Regions from separate parts of the Mus musculus genome. Here all the other regions are linked to region 2. A link is a contact called in public HiChIP or PLAC-seq data. All regions are on one chromosome and are shown on one strand. The core of a region is the stretch at or near the end of the contact, and the rest is flanking DNA. Distances in the headings are between cores, read along the strand shown.

Region 1 (3,697 bases), core at 760-3,259, 97 kb before region 2:
GGCTTGGATGAAGTCCCTTGCACTTAGCCTGTTCACACAGAGCGTTCCGACTGAGTATCCCTCACCCTAGATCCCTTCACCCTGAATTTCCTTCTTTTCCTCCAAGTGCTGTTGTAAAAGAACTATATTCCCCCCTGAACCTACTTAGCCCTGGGTCCTTCCTTAAGCAAAGCCTTGGCCCCTTGCTTTGGGGTTGAGCCCTAAAACTCCAGCCTGTAGCCAGTCTTTGTTACATTGTGGGGGGTTTCTCTCACCTTTCTCCACAACTTTCCTCCTACCTTTCAACTCCCTAACACTAAATAAGAGAGAAAAAAGGATAGAGGGGAAAGGGAAGACATCTCTGAATAAAGTTAGGTGCCGGAAAGGGGGTGATATTATCATTAGACTATTTCCTGCTGTTTAGGGGCATCCAGTTCCTTGGGGGCAAGTTTGACCTTAGCAGTCAGGATATCTAATTTCTTCTTGTTGTTTCTTCTTTGTGCACTACTTCTTAGCAAACTGCAACCAACAATGACCAACAGTGACCACCACCACCAACTCCCCCCCTGCCTCTCAGGGCTCTATATATTTATATACCCTCAGAAATGTCCCGAGAATTCCATTTACGCACAATCACAGAAACTATTTGCAACTGGCAAAATTATGTCCCTGCTAGAGCACAAGACAAATCATAGTCAGCTGTTGTTAATCTGAAGCAGTTCCATATCCCACACCTGGGATAAAAACGAAAACACATTCTTAGAATATTTGGTTTTTTTGTTTGTTTGTTTGTTTGTTTTTAAGAAACCAAACTGCCGGGCGGAGGTGGTGCACGCCTTTAATCCCAGCACTTGGGAGGCAGAGACAGGCAGATTTCTGAGTTCAAGGCCAGCCTGGTCTACAAAGTGAGTTCCAGGACTCACTTTGTTGTTGTTCTTCCTACAGGGTTGCAAACGGTCCTTCAGGTCCTTCAGTCCTTTCTCTAACTCCTCCATTGAGGACCCTGGGTCGAGTGGTTGGCTTGGAGCATCCACCTCTGTATTTGTCAGGCACTGGCAGAGCCTCTCAGAAGACACAGCATGCACTTCTTTTCGAGACAGGGTTTCTCTGTGTAGCCCTGGCTGTCCTGGAGCTCACTTTGTAGACCAGGCTGGCCTCGAACTCAGAAATTCGCCTGCCTCTGCCTCCCAAGTGCTGGGATTAAAAGCGTGCGCCACCACGCCCGGCTGGCCTTCCTTCTTCTTGAGCTTCATGTGGTCTGTGATGACTTTTTCTTTTGTGTAGAGTCACAGCATGGCTGTCAATCATCCTCTGCCATCTCAGGGGTGGTCTAAATTAACACATGCAGGCATCCCAGTAGCAGGCAGTATTTTTAGAAGCAACTCAGGCAATGGAAATCCTATGGAAGAAGGGGAGTATCCCACAATTACCAGAAAGTCTTGCCCACCTTAGGTCATTATGGACCATTTTGAGGTCAAAGCAGTTCTTTTTCTGCCCTAAGGCCAGCCAGTTTAACGAAAGACCCTAGGACCTTGAAAGGGCAGCTCTGGGTAGAACAGGTTGGTATGTTCCATTTTGAAGTTTCAGTGCCTATGGTACAAACCTGGTGCTTACTAAGGATTCTTCTGTCTCCAGAAATAGTACACCAGGTGCACAGCCACTTACGACAAAAGCCTCTGCCCCTCTCTCTTTTCCACCAAAACCCAAGTTCCAAATGAACCCTGTTTGCTTTGTCCTTCATAATGCAAGCCACGCGGGGACCCACAGCACCGGTACTCTGTGCTTTTCTCCATCCCGCTGAGCACCATCCTACGATGCTCTAAAGCCCTGCTCAGCCCACATTGTGCATGGGCTTTATGAATTAACCTACTCTCTAAAGTGTATTTACAGCCGGAAAACAAATCATTGCAGCACTCTGACTGAGGTCGATTGGATACACCTCACGGCAAAGAGTGGGAGTCAGTGGATGCAGACCCTCTCAGCAGAGGTCAAGCTCGGCTCTGCCTCTTGGTTTAGCTCCCATTGTGTGGAGGTGTGCAGCTCTGCCAGTTGGTTTAGCTTCCATTGTGTGGAGCTGTGCCCTTCTGTGAAGTGTCTGGAGCTGAGGGTTTTGCCTCTTTGTGTTTTTTGTCGTTGATTCCCCTATTGAAGCCGCCAGAGGGTTGGGCTGAAGCACTGTGCTGAAGTGTAGGGACACCATAAGTACCTTCTAGAAAGTGAGTGAGTGTTGGGCCGGCTTTGTTCAGACCTTAGCGCTCTTTCAGTTCACTGCTAACAAAACGAGGTACGTTGAAGGAGGTATCTTTTATCTGAAACACACAAGGCAGTGTTGTGTGTTTGTCACTTGATGAAAACATTGTGACAGGGACACTAATCTTGGTTTCCCCCAGGAGACACTTGCAGCCTTTGCAAGTCAGTGCTTGCAGTGACTTTATTGGAAGTGACTATTGCCAATGGTGACAATTGATCTGTCATCATTCTCAAAGCAAGGATGAAAAAAATCAATGAAGGCCAAAGCTGCCTTTCCTGCCTTTGCAATGCCAGGCAGATAGTAGGTTCTCAATAAATACATGAATGAATAAATGAATGAATGAATGAATGAGAAGACACTTTGGATACCTTCATTTTCTTATACTTTTGGTTGTGAGCCTAGTCTTGAATAACTGAGCCATCTCTTCAGCCCAGACATCTCCCACAAAATTAATTAGCCATCTCCATCATCTTTGGCAGTATGTGAGAAATCACAGCATTTTCAAACCATGTTACATTGTAGAGAACTTGAAATATAGTTAACATTTATTTATTTTACCGACTTTTTTATTAGATATTTTCTTTATTTACATTTCAAATGTTATCCCCTTTCCTGGTTTCCCCTCCTTTCGGAAACCCCCTATCGCCTCCCCTGCTTCTCCTGCTCACCAACCCACCCATTCCTTCTTCCTGGCCCTGGCATTCCCCGTCACAGGATCAAGGGCCTCTCCTCCCATTGATGACTGAATTGATGACTGATAGTTAGCATTTATGGTCTTTAAATGCACCATCACACTTGGCTTAATTATTATTCTTTCCCACCCACGTTTTAAAGATTTATGTATTTATTATATGTAAGTACACTGTAGCTGTCTTCAGACCTACCAGAAGAGGGCGTCAGATCTCATTACAGATGGCTGTGAGCCACCATGTGGTTGCTAGGATTTGAACTCAGGACCTCTGGAAGAGCAGTCAGTGCTCTTAACCACTGAGCCATCTCTCCAGCCCGGCTTAATCATTCTTAACACAGGATCTGACTTTATAGCCCAGACTGTCTTGGAATTCATCGAGCCTCTGCCTCTCAAATTGTAGGATTAGCGGATGAGTTATCAACTCAGTGTAAGGTTCTTACATACTTTTGTGCTAGGTACTTTGATAGCCTGGGCAGATCTATAGACCTTTCCCAGAATGTGTTAATGTTTATTATTTTAAATGCAGGAAACAGAACCAGGCGATTTCAAAAGAACTCATGCACTGGCTAAATTTGTGTGTCAGTTTGGCACAAGCTAGAGTCATCAGAGAGAAAGGAGCCTCAGTTGAGGAAATGCCTCCATGAGATCCAGCTGTAAGGCATTTTCTCAATTAGTGATCAATGGGGAAGAAGTTGTACAGCCCCTGGTGGGTGGTGCTATCCCTGGGCTGGCGGTCTGGGTTCTATAAGGAAGCAGACTGAGTAAGCTAGGGGAAG
Region 2 (3,558 bases), core at 590-3,089:
GAAGGTCCAGTCCATTGTGGGCATGGCCACCCCAGGCTGGTTCTTCTTGGTCCTATAAGAAAGCAGGTTGAGCCAGCCATGAAGAACAGACAAGCCAGCAGGCAGCGACCCTCCATGGCCTCCGCATCAGTTCCTGCCTCTAGGTTCCTGTCCTGTTTGAGTTCCTGCCCTGACTTTCTTCACTGGCAGACTATGATGTGGAAATGCAGGCCAAATAAAATAAACCCTTTCCTTTCCAACTTGCTTTGGAAGTTTTGTTTCTTCATAGCCATGAAATTCCTAAGACAGGCTCCATTAAAAATTCCACTGCCATACATCCAGATCTTTTCTTGCCCCCTACTAGTGCCCCAGGCTAGGGACAGAGTGGCTGACCACAGAAGACATTGCTTAAAGCACAGCTTTTCCAGGAGCTGAAGGTTAAGGCAACGTCTGACTTGCAGGTCTGTGGGAGGCATCCCTTAGAACAGAGTGTTTGAGACAGGGACAGTTGTGATGTCAAATGCCTGTGTTTCAGCATTTCTTGAAAGAAAGGGGCCTCTGTTCACGGGCCAGATGCCTGAGCCTTGCATTGCCTCAGTGGTTGGAGGAAGGAACTCTCTCCTGGGATCCTGGCTTGGGTCCCCAGTGCTGTGACTTCATAGACTCCTAGACTCCAGCTCAGTGAGAAGATGTAGGGTTTTAAGTTCTGCAGGAAAATTTTTGGGACATTTTAAAATATAGATTATTATATTTATTTATTTTATTTATGTTTATTATATTTCTCTTTTTCCTGCCTTATCATTTGTTCCTAGCTTGCCTCAAACTCACAGCAATTCCTGCCTCCACCTCTCATGTGCTGGGACTGTAGACCAGGCTATATACGACCATATGTTGGTCCTTGGATATCTTAATCCCTCACTGATTACCATAGTGGTAGCAACTGTATCTTGAAGTCTAGTGTCCACACAGATCATCAGGAAGTCTTGTTAAAGTGCAGATTCCCATCCTTGAGTCTGTATTGGGCCTGAGAGTTTGCATTCTAGCAAGTTCCCAGTGCTGCTGGAGCTGCTAGAGAGTAGCCTCCTGTGGAAAGCAAGGAGAGAGACCCATGCTGGATCAGTGTCCTCTCTGAGGAGGGGCTGGGGAAGGAGGGGACAGGAGACTTCACTGTATAATGTTTGAAACCTCATGAAGTTTTCATAACTGTCTGCATATGCTCTTTACTCAAGAAAAATCAACAGAGGGAGGGACAGGGACAGTTTCATGTAGCCAAAGCTGGCTTGGAACTCACCAAGGAGCCAAGGAGTCAGTTTCTAGGGAAACAGGTGTAGCAGGCCCTGAAGGCCTTTGGTGGTAGCATTCAAAGTTTAAACTTGATTCTAGACTCTAGAATTGGCTTCAAAATCTGTAGTTTCCTAAAGCTGGTAGAGTGGCCCACCTCTGAAATCATAGCACTTGGGAAGTAGAGACAGGGTGGGTCAGGAGTTCAAGACCATCCTTGGCTCCTTGGTGAGTTCCAAGCCAAATCAAAGAAACACATATGTGCAAATTATTTAGACTGAACGATATGCAGGCTTATATTTTTAAATGTTCTGAGTTAGTTGTTGGGTTGGAATTTGACCCAAAGAAAGTCAGGATGGATGTGGAAGTTTGGGGGATGAAAGCCCTGATGGTTCGAAGATAGAGGAGGAAGAAGAAAAGAAACCTTTGAAAGGGATGCAAGGATTGGAGCCCTGGGGAAAATGGAGAGCTAGGACTAGAGTATGCAGGCAGCAGCCAAGGCAAGGCAGCACTGAGCTGGGGATATCGCTGGGTTGAAAAGCAAGAGGTTGAAGGTCTGGGTGAAACCACATTCCTCCTGCACTCCTAATACCCGGGACGGAATGCCAGGGGCGGAATGGAAGCGCTGGTGGGAGGAAGGCTCCGGGAAGAACAGGCCCTTCTCTCCTCAGGTTCCAGTTTAGCATTGGCCCGACAAACAAATCTCAACTTCCCCCAGCATTGCCTGTTGTGAACTGGGCTCTGTTCTGAACAGAGGCCTGCTCCTCTAAGGGAAGGAAGAGGGCTCTGACTAATGACATATGTGGCTGCAGAAGAGAGACCAGCTTCAGCTCTCTCTCTCTCTCTCTCTCTCACACACACACACACACACACCCTGAGTGACCTTCAAGGCTCTTTTGCCTTGAGAACTTGTGAGTGTTGTATAAGGTTGCTGTGGTGATAATTTCCCAGTAAATAGCTAACAGACTAGAAATATTTCAAACAATAGATTTGGGGAGAGTCCATATGTTCTCAGATACAGCTGAATTGTGTGTTTTAATTTGGAGAGGATAAGAAGAGAACGTTACTGCCGGTATATTTTAGACTGTTGCTTCTTTCCCAGTCAAAACTGCCTGTTGTTTTCAGAAGATAAATCTCTGCAAGGATTGGGTCTCTGGGAGGCAGGAAGCATTCAGAGGAACAGTCAGGACTATATCATGCTGTGTGCAAGTATTGGATTCCAGAAAAACAAGATCATGAATAAGACTATATTAGTGCCTTTGATTTTTATTGCTGTAGCTTTGTCTGTAGCTCAACATAAATCTGTTGTTTTCTGTTATAACTGCATTAGAGCTTCACTGAAATATTCACAGGATCGGGTTAAAAGGGGATCATAATCAGCAAGTGAGCTCTCAAGTCTCCCTGAAGTCAGACGCCGGCCTTTGCACAGGCACGCTCTTCTCCACCATGAAGATTTAGAACATGGAACGTCAAGGCTGGAGGGATGGCTCCAGGGTTAAGAGGGCTTGTCTTTCGTGCAGAAGACCCAGGCTCACCTCACAGCACCCACTTTAGGTGGCTCACAACTGCCTGGCCCACCAGCATCAGGGATTCGGTGTTCTCTTTTGGCCTCTCAGGGCACAGACACACATGTGCACACATACAGATAAACAAATAAAACAGGCCGTAATTTAAATCTTAAAAATTTAAAAAGATTTATCTATTTATTTTATTTTATGTATATGAGTAAACTGTAGCTGTCTTCAGAAGAGGGCATTGGATCTCATTACAGATAGTTGTGAGCCACCATGTGGTTGTTGGGAATTGAACTCAGGACCTCTGGAAGAGCAGCGAGTGCTCTTAACCACTGAGCTGTCTCTCCAGCCCCTTAAATCTTAAATTAAAAAAAAAAAAAAATGAGGAAAATAAAACTTCAACTACCATTAACCCTTAAGATCAAAGTCTTAGATGGGTAAACTGAGGAAGGACAGAAAGACTGAGAAAATGCCGAGACATGGGTAGGTTAAAGGAGCCCTGGATTACAGGGTATATTTCCTGGTAGCTGGTAGGGGAGGGACACAGACCTCGAGTCTGGTGTCACAGGCTGGAGATGAGGACTGCAGGACAGGAGCCCACCATGGAGCAGCTGGCCCAGATAGTGATAGAGAGGGAGGAAAGCGAGCCCATAACTAAAAGCATCCAGGAGCTCCAGGAACTGGACAAAGACAGTGAGCCCCTCGGCCAGGACAAATTGGAAGCATGTCTCCTTTGCCTCTGCTCGGTCCCTGGTCACCACATGGTGTTTTGTCAGGTCCAGGC
Region 3 (3,742 bases), core at 274-2,773, 110 kb before region 2:
GTTTCTAAACTCATATAACACAAGGATGATTTTTTCCATCTGCAGTCCTGGCCATACTCTCCCTTACTGAATTATTTTGGAACAAATCCCAGACAACATATTTCTTCTATAAATATTTTAGTATGTATGCCTAAAATACGAAGAAAGAGAATCCCAACAATAGCATTAACTTATGTGAAAAAAAAAATGAACGTCTTAATTTTTATCAAATATCCATTCAGTAATTGCTGTGGGCTTTCCTTCAGCCCTAAAATACTTTCAAGTGCTTGTCTAGAATCAGAACCCATCATTACATTGATTATTTCTTTTAAGTTGCCTGCAAATCACCAGTTCTCCTCAGCCCCTCCCCTTTCTAAACTCCTCCGCAATTGACTTGCTAAGGAAACTGAGTTGCTCTTCCTGTGGGTGGCTCTCAGACTGGGGTTTGCTGATGAATTCTCACCACACTCTACCATCTTTTCTTCCTCTCCTGCCGTTTCTGTCACTGAGAAAGATGCTTGATGAGAATCAGGTTTGGTTTTTATTCACTTAGATGACTTTTTTATTTTAGTTTTGGTAAGACTGTAGGTGGTGGTGTAAATTCCACCAAGAGTCTGATACATTTGTCTCGTCTTCATGTCATTATGTATTGATGACTACATAGAGTATTTCATGTAGACTGCAAAGTGGCGTCTATCCAGTTATTTATTATTTATTTATTTATTTATTTTTGGTTTTTCGAGACAGGGTTTCTCTGTGTAGCCCTGGCTGTTCTGGAACTCACTCTGTAGACCAGGCTGGCCTTGAACTCAGAAATCCGCCAGCCTCTGCCTCCCGAGTGCTGGGATTAAAGGCGTGCGACACCATGCCCGGCCAGACTTTTGAATAAAAGAAAGAGCAAATGAACAAGAGCAGGTTGGTCACATAAGTACACTGTTAGGTCCAACGGCTTTAAGGAGTCTCTGTAGGCAATAAAAGGCTTGGTAGCTGGAGCATTGCTGGCTTCGTGTTAAATCTGCTCCTGCTTATCAGGAAAGCTCACTTTACAGGAGGGCTTTCTGGGAAATTCCTTTTACAGACTAGAGACTAGTTTATTAGCCCATGGGTTGAGGCATTTCCTTATTTTCTAAAAATGTACAGTCACCTTATTTAACAGCAGAAAACTATGCACAGTGTCTATTGAAGCTGAGGGTGTAGGCACCAGCTGCACCCAGAATAGTTTCGAGGTTTCGAGAGCCTTGGCAGGTCCAAGTAGGCAAGTAATAATACCCTAAGGGGTAGAGGCTGTCCGGGCCACAGAGGGAGGGGCCACTGGTGACGTGGTCACCGGCTACCAAGGTCAAGGAAGACAGTTGCTGAGTACTCCCTACCCCACCCCCTCATCACAACTTATCTTCCCCAGCCTTACTATGGGGCTTGGATTCCCTTGACAGGCTGGGCCAGAGAATTTGGATTTGTTCCCACCTTGGCCTTACTGATATCCCCTGTGCTATCAGGTCTTGGGCCTCAGCCAGGAGGAGCACCTGGATCATTCCTGTGTCACTAGATGCTTAATATCCCTCGGGAGCGCTGGGCCTCTTTAGTCCACAAATAGACTTTGCAAATGACGCATCATAACCCAGGCCCAGGCTTCCAGTTTTGCATTCTCATAAACGGGCAAAAGTTGAGCTTAGAGAATCAGTCATAGCATTCTCCGTTACCCCCCAACGTTAAGGGTTGCCACTTTGAAAGCAAATTATTTCAGAAAATCAGGAAATGACTAAGGAATTAATTGGAAATTATTATTAAAATTAATGGAACTTCCAGACAAGCCTTTGTGAGCTCAGAAACAAATTCCTTTTTGTTCGAATTTCAAAAGAGCTGCCCCAGAACTCGGTCCAAAGTTCCTTAGATGCATATCTCCATAATGAGCAAAAGAGAGAGGTTTGAGAGCTCCGCTTCTGCAGAGACTTTATTGCTTTTCAAGATGAAAAATGCTTTAGTGATTAAAAAAGAAAGGAAGAAAGAAATCACCGCCATTTCTCATTCAATTCCCGTCTGCGCAGTCGCAGAGTCATCTTGAACGGTGGGCTCTATGTTGCGTCCTGTGGCTGTGGGGTGCACTGTAGGGATAGAAGGCACATTAAGAAAGAAGCGGTGAGGACATTTCCGGAAGGACTGTGGCACTGTCTGCCCACGAGTGATGCTTTGGTGAAGCACACAGGTTACATTTATATAATTACCATCTCAATCAAGTGTAAACTTTACATGGGAAAGGTCAGGTTTTTCTGTTTTGTTTCCACATCCCTTGAATCTACCACATAATAGAAAGTTACATGTTGAATAGAAACTATCAAGATCCAAAGAGTAACGGGGTGAGAGAGCGAGAGAGGGAGAGAGATGCATGACTATGGCTGTTGAGACGACTCAGTGGGTAAGTTGCTTTCTGGCAAACCTGATGTCCTATGTTCAATCCCTGCAACTCACCTGAGAGAAGGAGAGCTCTGACCCTTACAAGTTATCCTCTGACTTCTATATACATGCCACAGCATGAATGCTCATGCACACACACACACACAGATGGACACACAATCAATAAATGCAATTAAATTTTTTTTAAATATAAAGTTCACGATTTAAAACCCAGTCTCTTGTTAGTAAAGCAAATGTACTACTTTTGTTTTTAAAGCTTGCACAAAGCAATTTATTAACAGAAAATTATTTGAGAAGTCCTGTTCACAGAAGGTGACCACGACGATCCCCCCCCCTTTCTTCTAGTGCTGTCAGTAGGGATAGTAGGGATGGGGGGACATTCTCAATTGGCCCAGTCTTCATCCCAGAACAAGCAAGCACTGAGAGCTGACTGGGCTCCAGGTCCAGGAGTCTTGGTCCTGTTTTCTCCTGTGGCCCAGAGTTTGCTATGCAGGGCAGTGATCCCAGCTCCTTGTACCTCTAGACCACATCTGGGGAAGCCAACATGGCTGCATACCGGGAGGACTCGTCTCTGTCAGCCTTTGCCTTCATTCTGCCAGTCACTAGGCAGACAGTTTCTTGCCAGAAGGGTGTTACTGATGTGTCAAAGATGTGGCAGGCAACAAACACATTCCCTCCTTCAGCCACCTGAGGTCCAAGGCTGATGGTCCTTTTACGGTGCAATTTCTGAAGGTTGTCTCCAGATTCCTCCACTGGCAGCAAATGCACTACTTTTTTTTTTTGAGACAGGGTTTCTCTGTGTAGCTCTGGCAATCCACCACGCCCGGCTGCACTACTTTTGATAACATTTTACTTTAATGTTCCACACTTAGCAAGCAGTTTTAATAATTGTATCAATGGCCAGCAGTGGTGGCACATGCCTTTTTTTTTTTATTAAATACTTATTTATTATATGTAAGTACACTGTAGCTGACTTCAGACACACCAGAAGAGGGCGTCGGATCTCGCTGTGAGCCACCATCTGGTTGCTGGGATTTGAACTCAGGACCTTCGGAAGAGCAGTCGGCGCTCTTAACCACTGAGCCATCTCGCCAGCCCCGGCACATGCCTTTCATTACAGCACTTGGGAGGCAGATGCAGGTGGATCTCTGTAAGTTCGAGGCCAGCCTCATATATAGTGCAAGTTCCAGGACAGCCAGTGCTACACAGAGAAACCCTGTCTTAAACCTTCCTTCTGCAAAAAGAATTATATAAGCAGGGCTGGAGAGGTGACTCACTCGGTGGTTAAGAGCGCTAGCTGCTGTTCTTAGGGAGGAGTCAGGTTTAAGTCCCAGAGCCCATGTGGTAGCTC

The links. HiChIP or PLAC-seq counts read pairs in DNA pulled down with a chosen protein or histone mark.
Region 1: a contact with region 2 is called in an H3K27ac HiChIP or PLAC-seq map of embryonic stem cells, with 10 read pairs. The contact joins two enhancer-like sites. A contact is called at or near these places in 1 of 39 promoter capture datasets (embryonic stem cells), 29 of 484 Hi-C or Micro-C datasets (8-cell embryo, embryonic fibroblasts, embryonic stem cells and 7 more), 6 of 115 datasets of contacts at active chromatin or transcription factors (embryonic stem cells and trophoblast stem cells) and 4 of 9 other capture datasets (adipose tissue, embryonic stem cells, liver and 1 more).
Region 3: a contact with region 2 is called in an H3K27ac HiChIP or PLAC-seq map of embryonic stem cells, with 6 read pairs. The contact joins two enhancer-like sites. A contact is called at or near these places in 14 of 484 Hi-C or Micro-C datasets (the BV-2 cell line, cerebellar granule neurons, embryonic fibroblasts and 8 more), 3 of 115 datasets of contacts at active chromatin or transcription factors (all in embryonic stem cells) and 2 of 9 other capture datasets (adipose tissue and pancreatic islet).

Annotation. Positions count from the first base shown.
Region 1 is chr4:98,839,038-98,842,734 of GRCm38.p6, reverse strand. No RefSeq gene overlaps it. Among named protein-coding and RNA genes, the nearest start is that of I0C0044D17Rik, 17 kb to the right of the region's middle. Within about 2 kb of position 2,009, at least 15 of the 459 cell types and tissues checked have an H3K27ac peak or open chromatin away from gene starts, as enhancers often do. A contact at or near this core is called in embryonic stem cells, where this site is marked.
Region 2 is chr4:98,742,317-98,745,874 of GRCm38.p6, reverse strand. No RefSeq gene overlaps it. Among named protein-coding and RNA genes, the nearest start is that of L1td1, 17 kb to the right of the region's middle. Within about 2 kb of position 1,839, at least 34 of the 459 cell types and tissues checked have an H3K27ac peak or open chromatin away from gene starts, as enhancers often do. A contact at or near this core is called in embryonic stem cells, where this site is marked.
Region 3 is chr4:98,854,987-98,858,728 of GRCm38.p6, reverse strand. It overlaps the pseudogene Gm12851. Among named protein-coding and RNA genes, the nearest start is that of I0C0044D17Rik, 33 kb to the right of the region's middle. Within about 2 kb of position 1,523, at least 32 of the 459 cell types and tissues checked have an H3K27ac peak or open chromatin away from gene starts, as enhancers often do. A contact at or near this core is called in embryonic stem cells, where this site is marked.